3 separate regions of the Capra hircus genome follow, and regions 2 and 3 are each linked to region 1. A link is a contact called in public Hi-C data. All regions are on one chromosome and are shown on one strand. The core of a region is the stretch at or near the end of the contact, and the rest is flanking DNA. Distances in the headings are between cores, read along the strand shown.

Region 1 (3,892 bases), core at 1,015-3,514:
CATCTCATCCTCTGCTGCCCCCTTTTCTTGCCCTCATTCTTTCCTAGCATCATGGTCTTTTCCAGTGAGTCGGCTCTTCTCATCCATCAGGTGGCCAAAGTATTGGAGCTTCAGCTTCAGCATTCATGTCTACAAAACTAAATATTCTTTTTACTTACTTGCCCATTATTATAATTAAAATGCATAAATTTATAAACTATCTACAAAGCAAGATAATCTGAGGTTTTATAAGATTTCAATTAAAACATCTCATATATAAAAATATTAAACGGAGCCCTGAGTAAAACTGGGAGTAATTTATTCATCAATCTGATCATTAAACCAGATTAACCTATTTTGTGTCTCTGGATTTAACTTAACACGTAAGAATTTTTTAGTCTTTTTAAAACTTTTTCTTACAGATGTTTCAAGAGAACAGAGGTATAATTTAATTTTTTTGTTTTTGAGGGAACTATGAAATCTGATGATGATCCCCCTGCTATTCCACCAAGACAACCTCCTCCTCCAAAGGTAAAACCCAGAGTTCCTGCTCCTACTGGTCCATTTGATGGGCCTCTGCATAGTCCACCTCCACCACCACCGAGAGATCCTCTTCCTGATACCCCTCCACCGGTTCCACTTCGGCCTCCAGAACACTTTATAAACTGTCCGTTTACTCTTCAGCCACCTCCACTGGGACATCTTCACAGAGATCCAGACTGGTTCAGAGACGTTAATACGTGTCCAAATTCTCCGAACACTCCTCCTAGCACACCCTCTCCAAGGGTACCTCGTCGATGCTATGTGCTCAGTTCTAGTCAAAATAATCTTGCTCATCCTCAAGCTCCCCCTGTTCCACCAAGGCAGAATTCAAGCCCTCATCTACCAAAACTGCCACCAAAGACTTACAAACGGGAGCTTTCACACCCCCCAATGTATAGACTGCCATTGTTAGAAAATGCAGAAACTCCTCAATGACCCTAGCCATATGTAGTCATTGACACTGGAATGGTATTTGTAAAATTTTTTTTTAATTTATTCAAAAAAGGCATAGTATTTTAGTACTTTTTAAAAAATAATGCTCTTACAAAAATGCTACTGATCAAATAACCTTTCAGAATTGGAAAAATAAAAATACAGAAGTCATTTACCATTATCCTCAGGTGATCAGTAGCATTGCCTTGTCTTGGATCCTCAGTGCTGCCAAAAGGCCAGTATAAGGAATTCATATTTGCACTGTAGACTCTGCTAAAATATGGTTTAAAGTGAAGTTGATTGCACTGAAAGGGGATGGTGCATTTGTGGATTTTTTCAAATTTGAGTAACAGATGACTATTTAAGGCAGTGAATTTACACACATATAGGGGGTGTGTGGTGATAACTGATTTTTAAGCCTCTTTGACCATCTTTTACATCTAGTTTTTACCGAAAATTGTGAATAACACCCACTATTCTTAAACTCTTCAATGCCATGTCTTAAATGCCAGAATTTGCTGCTGAAGACAAAAGTGAAAAATAGAATGAAAATAATAGAATGCACTGTGTTTATTATTTTGTCAAAATGTAAAGACTACCTAACTCAGTCATAGAGGGAAAAAGGGCATATATCTTGTACAGATGTGCCTTTTTGTTTTTGCAGACTATGGTGTCTTTAGCTAACGAGTTGCCTATTGTTTTGGAAAACAAAGTTAATATGCCATATATGTACAGTTTTGTTTATATTGTATATTTAAAAACAATGCTAATAACCTATATAAATTTATGTGACTCAAGGCCTATAATACAATCTGCTACTTTACTAATTCATAAATCCGGAGGATAATTTTCTTATGGCATAGGAACCAACTGCATTGCCTTCAAAACCAAGTAACTTTCTCTATAAATCTCGTGTTAACTACAATTTTTTAAAGTATTTTTTTAGATTGGTAATATTTAAACCAGCAGTTAAAGCTTTATTAAACTTTTTAATCAGAGAAGTGATTAAAACTTTTATTTGCCATTTGTACTCCTCTGTTCAAAGTGATGAAAAAGCGTGTTTTGCTCTTAGTGCTAGCAGCAGTTGTAAAGTAGCCAAAAGCCACATTGTTTATTTACTGGTCTGTGGCCTTTTACTGTGCTTTGTATCAGAGTTCCTAACAAGATTAATAAATCACCCCAGTCTTAATTTTTAAGACTTTTAAAATGTGTTTTCATTATAAGGAACAAGGGGGTAAGACTGTCGAGTTCTGTACAAGTAATACATATACACACATTATTTTCAGTTATTTCGTGCAATTTAAATTCCATAATTCCAAAGAATTTAAGTGATGTAAACTTTAGAGGGAAGAGGGGAAACTGTCTTCACTGTTAAACGCAATCACAAGCTTCCTGCAACCGTTTTATGCATTTAGATGAAAATTTAGGAGCCTATTAGGAACTCGAGATGAGCAGACTATAGCCACCCTTGGTAGTATCTTGGAAGCTGCCTTGATTTAAAGCCAGTAATTTAAAAAAAAAAGACTGTGAATCAGTCTCCAGTCAGGTAAAAACGCTCAGGTTGGCGTTGTCTGGAAAAGTGATTTAAACTGCCCGTTCGTTAAGCCACACTTGTAATTTAGGGGAGAATGAGACGGTCTCGCACGTAGGGGTGCCGCGGCCCACCGTTGGAAGAATGCGGCCTTCCGAGCTTTGTGCCTTCGCGCACGCGCCGTAGCCGCAACTCCGCCACCGGGATGCGCCGGGGCCCTGGCAAGGCGGGGCCCGGAATAGTGCGCGTGAATGTGACGTCGCTGCGTGCGACGCATCTTGTTGCCGGGCAGCGATGGCGGCTTCTCTGGAGTCCTCTGGGGAGGATCCACTGCGGAACTTTGTGCGAGTTTTGGAGAAGCGAGATGGCACGGTGTTACGACTGCAGCAGTATGGCTCCGGTGGCGTGGGCTGCGTTGTTTGGGACGCCGCCATTGTCCTTTCTAAATACCTGGAAACGCCCGGATTTTCCGGCGACGGGGCCCACGCGCTGAGCCGGCGGTCAGTGCTAGAGCTGGGCTCAGGCACCGGGGCTGTGGGGCTCATGGCCGCTACCCTCGGGTAAGACCTGGCGGGAGGGTTCGCCGCTTTGTTCGGGAACCCCGATTACTGGCTTCCCACTCTTGTGCCTACACCTAAATCAACGTTATTTTATAGGGCAGATGTCATAGTCACCGATCTTGAGGAATTGCAAGACTTGCTGAAGATGAATATTAATATGAACAAGCATCTTGTCACTGGTTCTGTTCAAGCCAAGGTACTGAAATGGTTTGTATGGCCTTTCAGCTTGTTTTAAGATAACAATTTGTAGTTGGCTTTAAATTGCGTTTCACTGAAAGCATGATTAATACGAGTGGAGATTTCTGGGTCTTTTTATAAAACAAGACTATTTTAAATTAGTAAAGCAACAGTTTAAAATATGTGGTTGACGTTTTTAAGGGGGGAAGAATTAGAAGACTTTCCTTCTCCGCCAGACTATATACTGATGGCTGACTGCATATACTACGAAGAGGTGAGTATTTGATGAGTGGAGTCTCTTCCTTTAGAAGACTTATACTGTTTTTCGAAGATTCTGGAGCACGCATTACTTAGCATTTTAACATCTCTGAATGCAGGATATATGTTCCATAGTTGATGAACAAAGAGAAAATAAAGGTCACCAGGAAGTACGTATATGTGCTCGTGATTAACATAGAGGTCCCTGAAGCTTATTGAGGAAAGTGTTATGTGCATTTTAGGAGAGGCTTCCGTAAAATTTTTAAAGGATTTTTTTCTTCTGGATCTCCTGTAAAAGGCTAAGATTTCTTTTTCTGTTTTTTTTTTTAAGTTAGCTGTAAGTTGCATCCTAAAGGATTGATTGTTTTGGAGCAACATTTATTATATTTATAGAATTTTTTTTCTTTTAGAA
Region 2 (3,892 bases), core at 747-3,246, 230 kb after region 1:
TTTATTTTCTCTTTGAAAATGGGAAGATGATTTGTCCATTTACTCTTACCTCTTATTTTTCTCACAAGTCTCTAAGTACCCCTGATTCAGAAGTTTTTCAAAATCAAGAAATTATTCCAAACCCCAGAAATGATAGAATTCCATAGTAAATGATAGTTTCTTTATAACACTTATCTTTATCTTCTTTTTCCCCTTATGCGTTTCTTTGTATTTTCCTTCTGACGCTCATTTTCCTTGAGAGGGAAAGCAGAAGCTATGTATGAGTTAGTCCAATGGTTGTCTTATGTATAACTTAAATTAGTATCCTGCTCCTGTCTCATGAGTCTAGGTCTAAGGGCCCTAAAGTAGTGTTTTACCATAAAGTATTTCAGTTTTTGTTTGTAAAGAAGATCCGTTTCTATGTGGATTGCTTTTATGTAAAATATTTAGGCATTATTTGGGAAATGCCTGAAAGAGCCAGCATAAGAACCTTAGTATTGTTTATGTCCAGTTAGACCTCTCGCTTTTACTGTTTGTACTAAAGTTAATGGGGTTCCCCGTCTTTCCTAAAATCAAGTGGCTTATTCCATATTTTGATCTATTTTGCATGATTTACTGTGCCATCTGATGCCCACTGGAGCATCAGTTCCCGTATCTTCTGAAATTATCCATCCAGCCGTTTTTACTTAGAGTCGCCTTCTACTGGTGGGAATTCGGCTTGCCACGACTTGCAGCCGGTAAACCCTAGAATTCTGGTAGGTCTGAATTCCTCGCCGGGCGCTGTGGCGCGCGCCTGTAATCCCAGCTACTCGGGAGGCTGAGGCTGGAGGATCGCTTGAGCTCAGGAGTTCTGGGCTGCAGTGCGCTATGCCGATCGGGTGTCCGCACTAAGTTCGGCATCAATATGGTGACCTCCCGGGAGCGGGGGACCACCAGGTTGCCTAAGGAGGGGTGAACCGGCCCAGGTCGGAAACGGAGCAGGTCAAAACTCCCGTGCTGATCAGTAGTGGGATCGCGCCTGTGAATAGCCACTGTACTCCAGCCTGGGCAACATAGCGAGACCCCGTCTCTTTTGAGTTCTTACCTTAAAAAAGTCTTTCTTATTTTTTAATATCTTTTCATTTTTATCTTTCATCTTACTTCACCATTATGTAGCGAAACAACTGAATAATCAGGTTGCCAAGTATTTATGGAGCCCCTGTTGTATATCACGGAGAAGGCGATGGCACCCTACTCCAGTACTCTTGCCTAGAAAATCCCGTGGACGGAGGAGCCTGGTAGGCTGCAGTCCATGGGGTCGCGAAGAGTCGGACACGACTGAGCGACTTCACTTTCACTTTTCACTTTCATGCATTGGAGAAAGAAATGGCAGCCCACTCCAGTGTTCTCGCCTGGAGAATCCCGGGGACGGGGGAGCCTGGTGGGCTGCCGTCTATGGGGTCGCACAGAGTCGGGCACGACTGAAGCGACTTAGCAGCAGTAGCAGCATTGTATATCACGTACTATGTTGAGCCCAGGGCCTCCCAATACCTAGAATGAATAAGAATCTCACAGTAAAAGCAAAATGCTCTTCAGGGAGCAAGACTTATCAGAATAGGAACTTTTTTTTTAAGAGATGGTTTGCTTTGATCATTGAGGGTAACTGTAGGGCGAAAGAAATAGTCCACTGCGTTAAATTTCAACAGTGTACGCCCCAGGGAAAGTGGTAGTTCCTCAGGTACACAGAGCCGTACCTGGGGAAATCCTCCTAGTACGTTGCTCATAAATTGTTATGACCAGTAGGGGTCACTATGGAGGCTGGCTTGAATCCCGAGAGGCCAGGGAGCAAAGTAACCGGACTAGTTTGTAAGCTTTCCAGGAAGGAATGCAGTTTCAAGAGAATAATTTGTATCTATTTCCAATTGTTTTGGTACGACGAAAAGCTAATCGATGACGACTTGACTGCCGAACGCTTCACAAAATGTGACGCAAAGACGTTCGCTTCAAGGAGTATTGGATCTTCTGCGCGGCCGTAGATCCGCCTAGTGCGCCTGCGCATAAGAGTAGCGGCGTTGAGTCAGGCCGGCAGTGGAGCAAACTGCGGTAGCGACCCTCAAGGCTCGCCATGAAGACCCGCTTTAGCACCGTTGACCTCCGTGCGGTACTTGCGGAGCTGAATGCCAGGTACCGTACGTCGGGTGAACAAGCTTGTGCGGGGGTGCAGGAGGCAAAGGCCATGGCCCTACCGTAGAAATAAGAAGGGCCTTGTGTTTTCCCTCCCCCCCTCCACCTCCGGGTGCTGTTCTCCTGTAGACCTGGCTAGGCCTGAGTGGGCGAGCGCGTGACATCTTTCCGTGGCCCTGAGGATACCCGGGGGACCCCGGCGGCCGCGTGCTCCACCCCCCGGCTGTCCTGGGCTGCTGGTCTCGCCAGGTCTTGCGTCCTACTTTGGCAGGGCTCTCGGCTTGCCGGCCTGAGTTGCCCCGGTCTGGCAGGAAACGTTTACTAAAGAAGTCAGGTGGACGCCAGGACACCAGAGTAAGTCATTAGTTCCAGAGGTTTCCACACCAGAAGCTTGGTTTGGTAGACTCTCCTCCGCACCCCAAAGAGTTTTAGCTGGAGGTAATAGATTCGGCCAGAGATCTGCTTTCTAGTTCGGTTTTTATTAATATTATTTAACTGTGTGAGCTTTGTCATATTTCTCAGGGCTTCGTTTACATTTTTTTCTTCTGTGATTGAGTTAGATTTTACTGTATTTCCTAATATATATATTGGATCACTTAAAAAAACTCAAAGCATTGTATGGGGTTCCTGGAGCTGGTCTGTCACTTTTTTAAAACAGTTACATTCGAGGTTTGGGCAGAAGGTCGCTGGCCTTCAGCCTCTGCTCTCTGGTTGACCCCCTATCTTTAAAGATTCGCTCTTCTACAGGCTGTGCTTCCGCCTACGCTTTAAATTGTGGGAAGTTTTATGTTTCAGTTGGTAGTATGATTTATTACATGTTTCCTTTCTCTTTGCAGCTTGCTAGGAATGAGAGTAAACAATGTTTACGATGTGGATAATAAAACGTATCTTATTCGTCTTCAAAAGTAAGAGCATTTTATAGGCTTGTTTTATCTTTTGTAATTATTATTATTTTTTTAAAAAAGCAGCCTACCTTTGGTGCTGGTAGGACCCTAAAGAAATTTTGACTTTTTTCTTCTACAGACCAGACTTTAAAGCTACGCTTTTACTCGAATCTGGCATACGAATTCACACAACAGAATTTGAGTGGCCTAAGAATATGATGCCGTCTAGTTTTGCCATGAAGGTAAACTTTATTATACTTGAAGCTTAATGTTAAGGCCCCGAGAGTGGTCACTAACAACTGAAGTTATAAACTGGTTTTTCTTCGTTGGTGTAAATAAAACAGGTAAATACAGAGTAGTTGAGACATACTGGATGAATAAAGGAGATGTTTATTAACTTCTCCCTTTTACTCATCACACCACTTTGTGTTCCAGATCTTTCCTTCCCAAAGTTACCATTCTAATTCAAGCTTTTATAGAGCTGGACTTTATAGTCTTTTAACTCTATGCTTCTCACTGTCAAAAAAATGTTGTTTCAGACCAACAGTGATTTTTCTACAGCATCGTTTCGATTAGTTACCCCACTTTTACAAGTCAGGCAGGCTCATGTTTAGTATGTGGTAAATCAGTGACTTTTCCTAATTCTCACATTTGGGAATGCCAGATATAGCTTTGTGGCACTGCCAGAAGCTTGTTTTCACCAAGATGGTAGTAGAGAAAGAAAAAACAAGTTTTACATATATATTATATGTCTGCCTATACTCATGATAATTTTCCCTTTTTCACCATTCCATGGTGTGGACTTCTGAGTCTGTATCCCGCACCCCGGCGTTCTTGGCTTTCTGTTTTCTGCCCTGCTTCCCTAG
Region 3 (3,892 bases), core at 885-3,384, 200 kb after region 1:
CTGCAACTAATACATAGTGATTTTGTCTGTCTTTGTTTTTTGCCACATGTTAGGCCACGGCCCCTTGGGAAATGAGTTGAAGAAAATGAATTAGAGCTCTGCCATTGTACAGCAAGGGGGTTCATTTGAATAGGCACAAGCAGACAGTGCCTTTAGTACTCTGTGTATAAATAGGGCTTTTTTCAGGGCACACCCTGAGGAAACTATGAAGCACTTTGATATTAAATTGTTATACAGAGAAAACTTAGTGTAACAATACATTTTAATTATTATCAATGTGACTTGTAATAAAATAATGTATTTATAAAACATCTCTTAGCAAGCACCATGGTGCTATGTATTCAATCATCACATGAAATCTCAATAAGAAGCTGTCTAAACCACACTCCAAAAGTTTAAAATTTCCCTCTCCAAAATAAAAGTGAAAGTACATTGCTATTTTAACCTTAGAAGGCCTCAATGAGCTTCCACTGATTCAAGGTAAGGGGAGGAGTTCAAGGGGAAGATATTACCCTCCTCACCACCTTTGTATAGGGAAAGCCCTAGGATTTTTATACTAGTCATAACCAGAGGCCAGCAGTTATGCAAGATTAGAACTATTCCAGTCATTCTCCTCTTAGAAATTATGCCCTTTTCTCAAGGTTCAAGGTGAATAGACATAATCCTGTATCTTAGACTATTTGTATCATGTCAAACAACTTCCTTGTTTCTGTTTATACTTTTAATCTAACTTGTATCCCTAATATTAATTAATAGTTAACATTTCAGGACACCTAGCACATAGCAGGTGCTGGCTCAATAGTTAACTGTTGGATGAATGAATGAATGATTTAAAGAACATTATCTTGATCCTCTCTCGCCTTCGTCAGTATAAGCTGTATGCAGTTTAAAATATTTGTTTCTATACCGAAAGCGAGGCTGTTCAAATATACTAACCTTGATAAATAATTAACCTTGAGAATAGAAAGTTACAAAAAAGCAAATTAATTTGCCAATTATTCTGGCAGGGTGTGGCATTAGTCTGATTCTATGGTGTCCTCAAAGGAAGCACTTTTTCAAACTTAATCTGGTGAAAGTGAAACGTTCTAAGGCAATCTAACATTTTCAAAATGAATAAATTAAATACAGTAGAAAGCTTTTGCCACATTGGTGTAAAGAGTTAGAATCAATAACTGCGACAAAGTTTGCTAAATATCAGGATTTTAATGTATTAAGTTTTGGTTTGGAGACGTGCTTTATTTCACCTCAGATCAAAATCAATGTAACTAATAGGCATGTTTTAATGGAGTGCTGCTGCTGCTGCTAAGTCGCTTCAGTCGTGTCCGACTCTGTGCGACCCCATAGACGGCAGCTCACCTGGCTCCTCCGTCCCTGCGATTCTCCAGGCAAGAACACTGGAGTGGGTTGTCGCATAAAAGTAAAAAGATATTTAAATTGAGGACAATAACCCCATAAGTTTAATTTATAAGTCTAGCAGCGTGACACCGTATAAGTAACTGTGTTCACTTTAGGATTATATTCTGATATTTGAAAACCTGTCAGAAGAAATGAGCTTCTGATAGACATTGTGAGATACTGTGTATTAACTATACTAAAGGCTTTTCCTTCAGAGTGTGGCCAGGAAGTAAATGTTTATTACGTCTCGTTAATCCATTGTTCCTTTATTAAATGTAACAGAATCGGGGTTAGCCCATATGGGCGTGTCTCTGAAATGCAAATAACCCATCATAAAGAAAATCCTGTCCGCAGCAGCGAAACTGTCGCGCGGTTGCGAGGGGCCGCGGGGCCGGGAGGCTTTCTTGGGAGGAGGAAGCCCAGGACTGGACTGAGACCCGGAGACCGCGGAGATCCTCGCCCCCTTGCGGCACCCGGCTCTTCCCCTGCGCCTCCGGAGTCTCCGTCCTAGAGAAGCCCCGCCTCACCTTCCCCTAGTGACCCCGCCTCTCGCCCCCTTCCTCCCCACCGCACCGTCCCTCGTGTCCCACCGCACGCTCCTCCTTGCCCCACCTGCCGCCGGCCCCCGGCTACTCTCCTCTCCAGCCCTGCGGGTCCCGCCTCTCACAGCCCAGGCGGCCCCGCCTCTCCCTGCCCAGGTGGCCCCACCTTCCCTTTCGGAGGCCCAGCCTCCTCCACTTCCTCATTCCTCTGTAGTGGGCTGGGCTGGACCGAGCTGGCGGTTGGTGCTCGAAGCAGTGCACTGGGCTCGTTCTGTATCTTCTTGGCGGGTGATCATTCCGCCTTCTTTTCTTCAACCGCGTCAGCTCTCCTCTGGTGTTCTCTTCCGGCTATGCAGCCCAGGGCCTTAGGCTAGTCCCCTGCTTGATTGTTGCTGAGGCGGTAAGCCGGGACCCGGTTTACCCACAAGCCTTCTCTCCCGGCTGCCAGGGCAGAAACCTTCTGGTTCTGACCCCATAAATGTTCCCCTGAAGGACTGATTTATAAATGACTCGAGCGCAAGCGAATGGACGTGTGTAGACAGGTTGAGACATTCCATTTGGAATGAATGCAGAATCGATTCTGACATTTAGTGCCTCAAAATTAACTCATTCAGATTATGTTTTGAAAGAGCAAAACCCCAGACAGCCCATAACCTTGGTTTCTGCACTGTTAATAAGTAAAAACCTAGATAAAAGCTGGCAAGGATGTGGCGAAAAGGGAAACCTTGTGCATCGTTGGGGTTGCAAACAAGTTTAGCTGCTATGGAAAACAGTATGGCTGTGTGTCAAGAAAGTCAGAGCAGAACGACCACATGATCCAGCAATCCCACTTCTGGATGTACAATTGAAATTTGCTAAGAAAGTAAAACTTAAATGTTCCCCTCCCCCCGAAAAAAAAAGGAAACACGTGAGGTGATGGATGTGTTAACTTGATGGCAGGAATCCTTTTACAATGGACACAATTCATTACATTGTACGCTACCTTAAATATCTTACAATTTTATTTGAAAATTGTTCCTCAATGAAGCTGGAAGAAAAGTGACTGATGCAAATTTGTGCATAATTAACTTTGTACTGGGTATTATGTATATCACTAATTCATAAAATAATACAGGTGAAAAGTATAAGAATAATGAAATAGTGGTTAGGGTAACTGATAGCAGTTCAATTTAAATCGTCATCAATTATACATCAAGTTGAGAGACATACTGCCACTAAAAGTATAGTGACAAATTTGAAAAGCAGAACATAAAAGTTTTACTTAAAATTATGATTTTAAAAATGGATATGAGTATAAAAGGGTGATTGTAGAAGGATACAGAACACAAAATAGAAAACCAGACTCCTTACAGGAGGTCAAAGCTGATTCATCCTTTTGGGGTGCCCTGGAGATGCCTCGAGCTCTTTCAGTTCCTGCCCTTTCTGAGTTTTGGTTAGCCAGAGTTTCCTCTGTGAGCTTCCCTAAATTAGAGGACAGAGTATGCTGCAATAATAGACACCCCAAAATATAGTGATTTAAATGAAATGGGGGTGTTACCGAAGCAAACTTGAGTCCACTTAACTGTGTGAAGTAAAGTCAATCTAATGACACTAGGTTGTGGTGAAAGAAAATGCAGCTTTAATTGCAGACACCAAGGAAAGAGTCTAGGCGGCTAATCCTCAAAAGGCCCAAACTCCTCAGTGGCCCTCAGGGAAAGGTTTTTAAAGATAGGATGAGCAAGAGGGTTACAGGGTGTGTGATCAGCTCGTGTACATTCTTCTGATTGATTGGTGGTGAGGTAATTAGGAGTCAACATCATCACCCTTCTGATTCCAGCTGGTCTGCAGCCTACATTCTTGTGGGCAGCATACAGTTAACTTCTTCCACCTAGTGGGAGTTTCAGTATCTGCAAAGCAGCTCAAAGGACATGGCTCAGAATGTTATCTATAGCCCTTGATGAGGCCCTAAAAGTCCT

What was found. A called contact is a pair of places that touch in the nucleus more often than the background predicts.
Region 2: a contact with region 1 is called in a Hi-C map of blood, with 2.7 times the contacts expected there. The contact joins the promoter of NEMF here to the promoter of VCPKMT in region 1. A contact is called at or near these places in 3 of 5 Hi-C or Micro-C datasets (blood and liver).
Region 3: a Hi-C map of blood shows a contact between it and region 1, with 2.6 times the contacts expected there. The contact joins the enhancer-like site here to the promoter of VCPKMT in region 1. A contact is called at or near these places in 4 of 5 Hi-C or Micro-C datasets (blood and liver).

What each region holds. Positions count from the first base shown.
Region 1 is chr10:59,989,748-59,993,639 of ARS1.2, forward strand. It overlaps VCPKMT (protein-lysine methyltransferase METTL21D), which reads left to right and starts at 2,265. Exons shown (of 5, transcript XM_013967055.2): 1 at 2,265-3,045; 2 at 3,142-3,241. The coding sequence starts at 2,780. It overlaps SOS2 (son of sevenless homolog 2), which reads left to right. Exons shown (of 23, transcript XM_018054371.1): 23 at 448-2,152. The coding sequence ends at 957.
Region 2 is chr10:60,217,283-60,221,174 of ARS1.2, forward strand. NEMF (nuclear export mediator factor NEMF) reads left to right here and starts at 1,997. Exons shown (of 33, transcript XM_005685629.3): 1 at 1,997-2,142; 2 at 2,979-3,047; 3 at 3,166-3,268. The coding sequence starts at 2,084.
Region 3 is chr10:60,194,472-60,198,363 of ARS1.2, forward strand. No RefSeq gene overlaps it. Among named protein-coding and RNA genes, the nearest start is that of ARF6, 16 kb to the left of the region's middle. Within about 2 kb of position 2,135, at least 4 of the 5 cell types and tissues checked have an H3K27ac peak or open chromatin away from gene starts, as enhancers often do.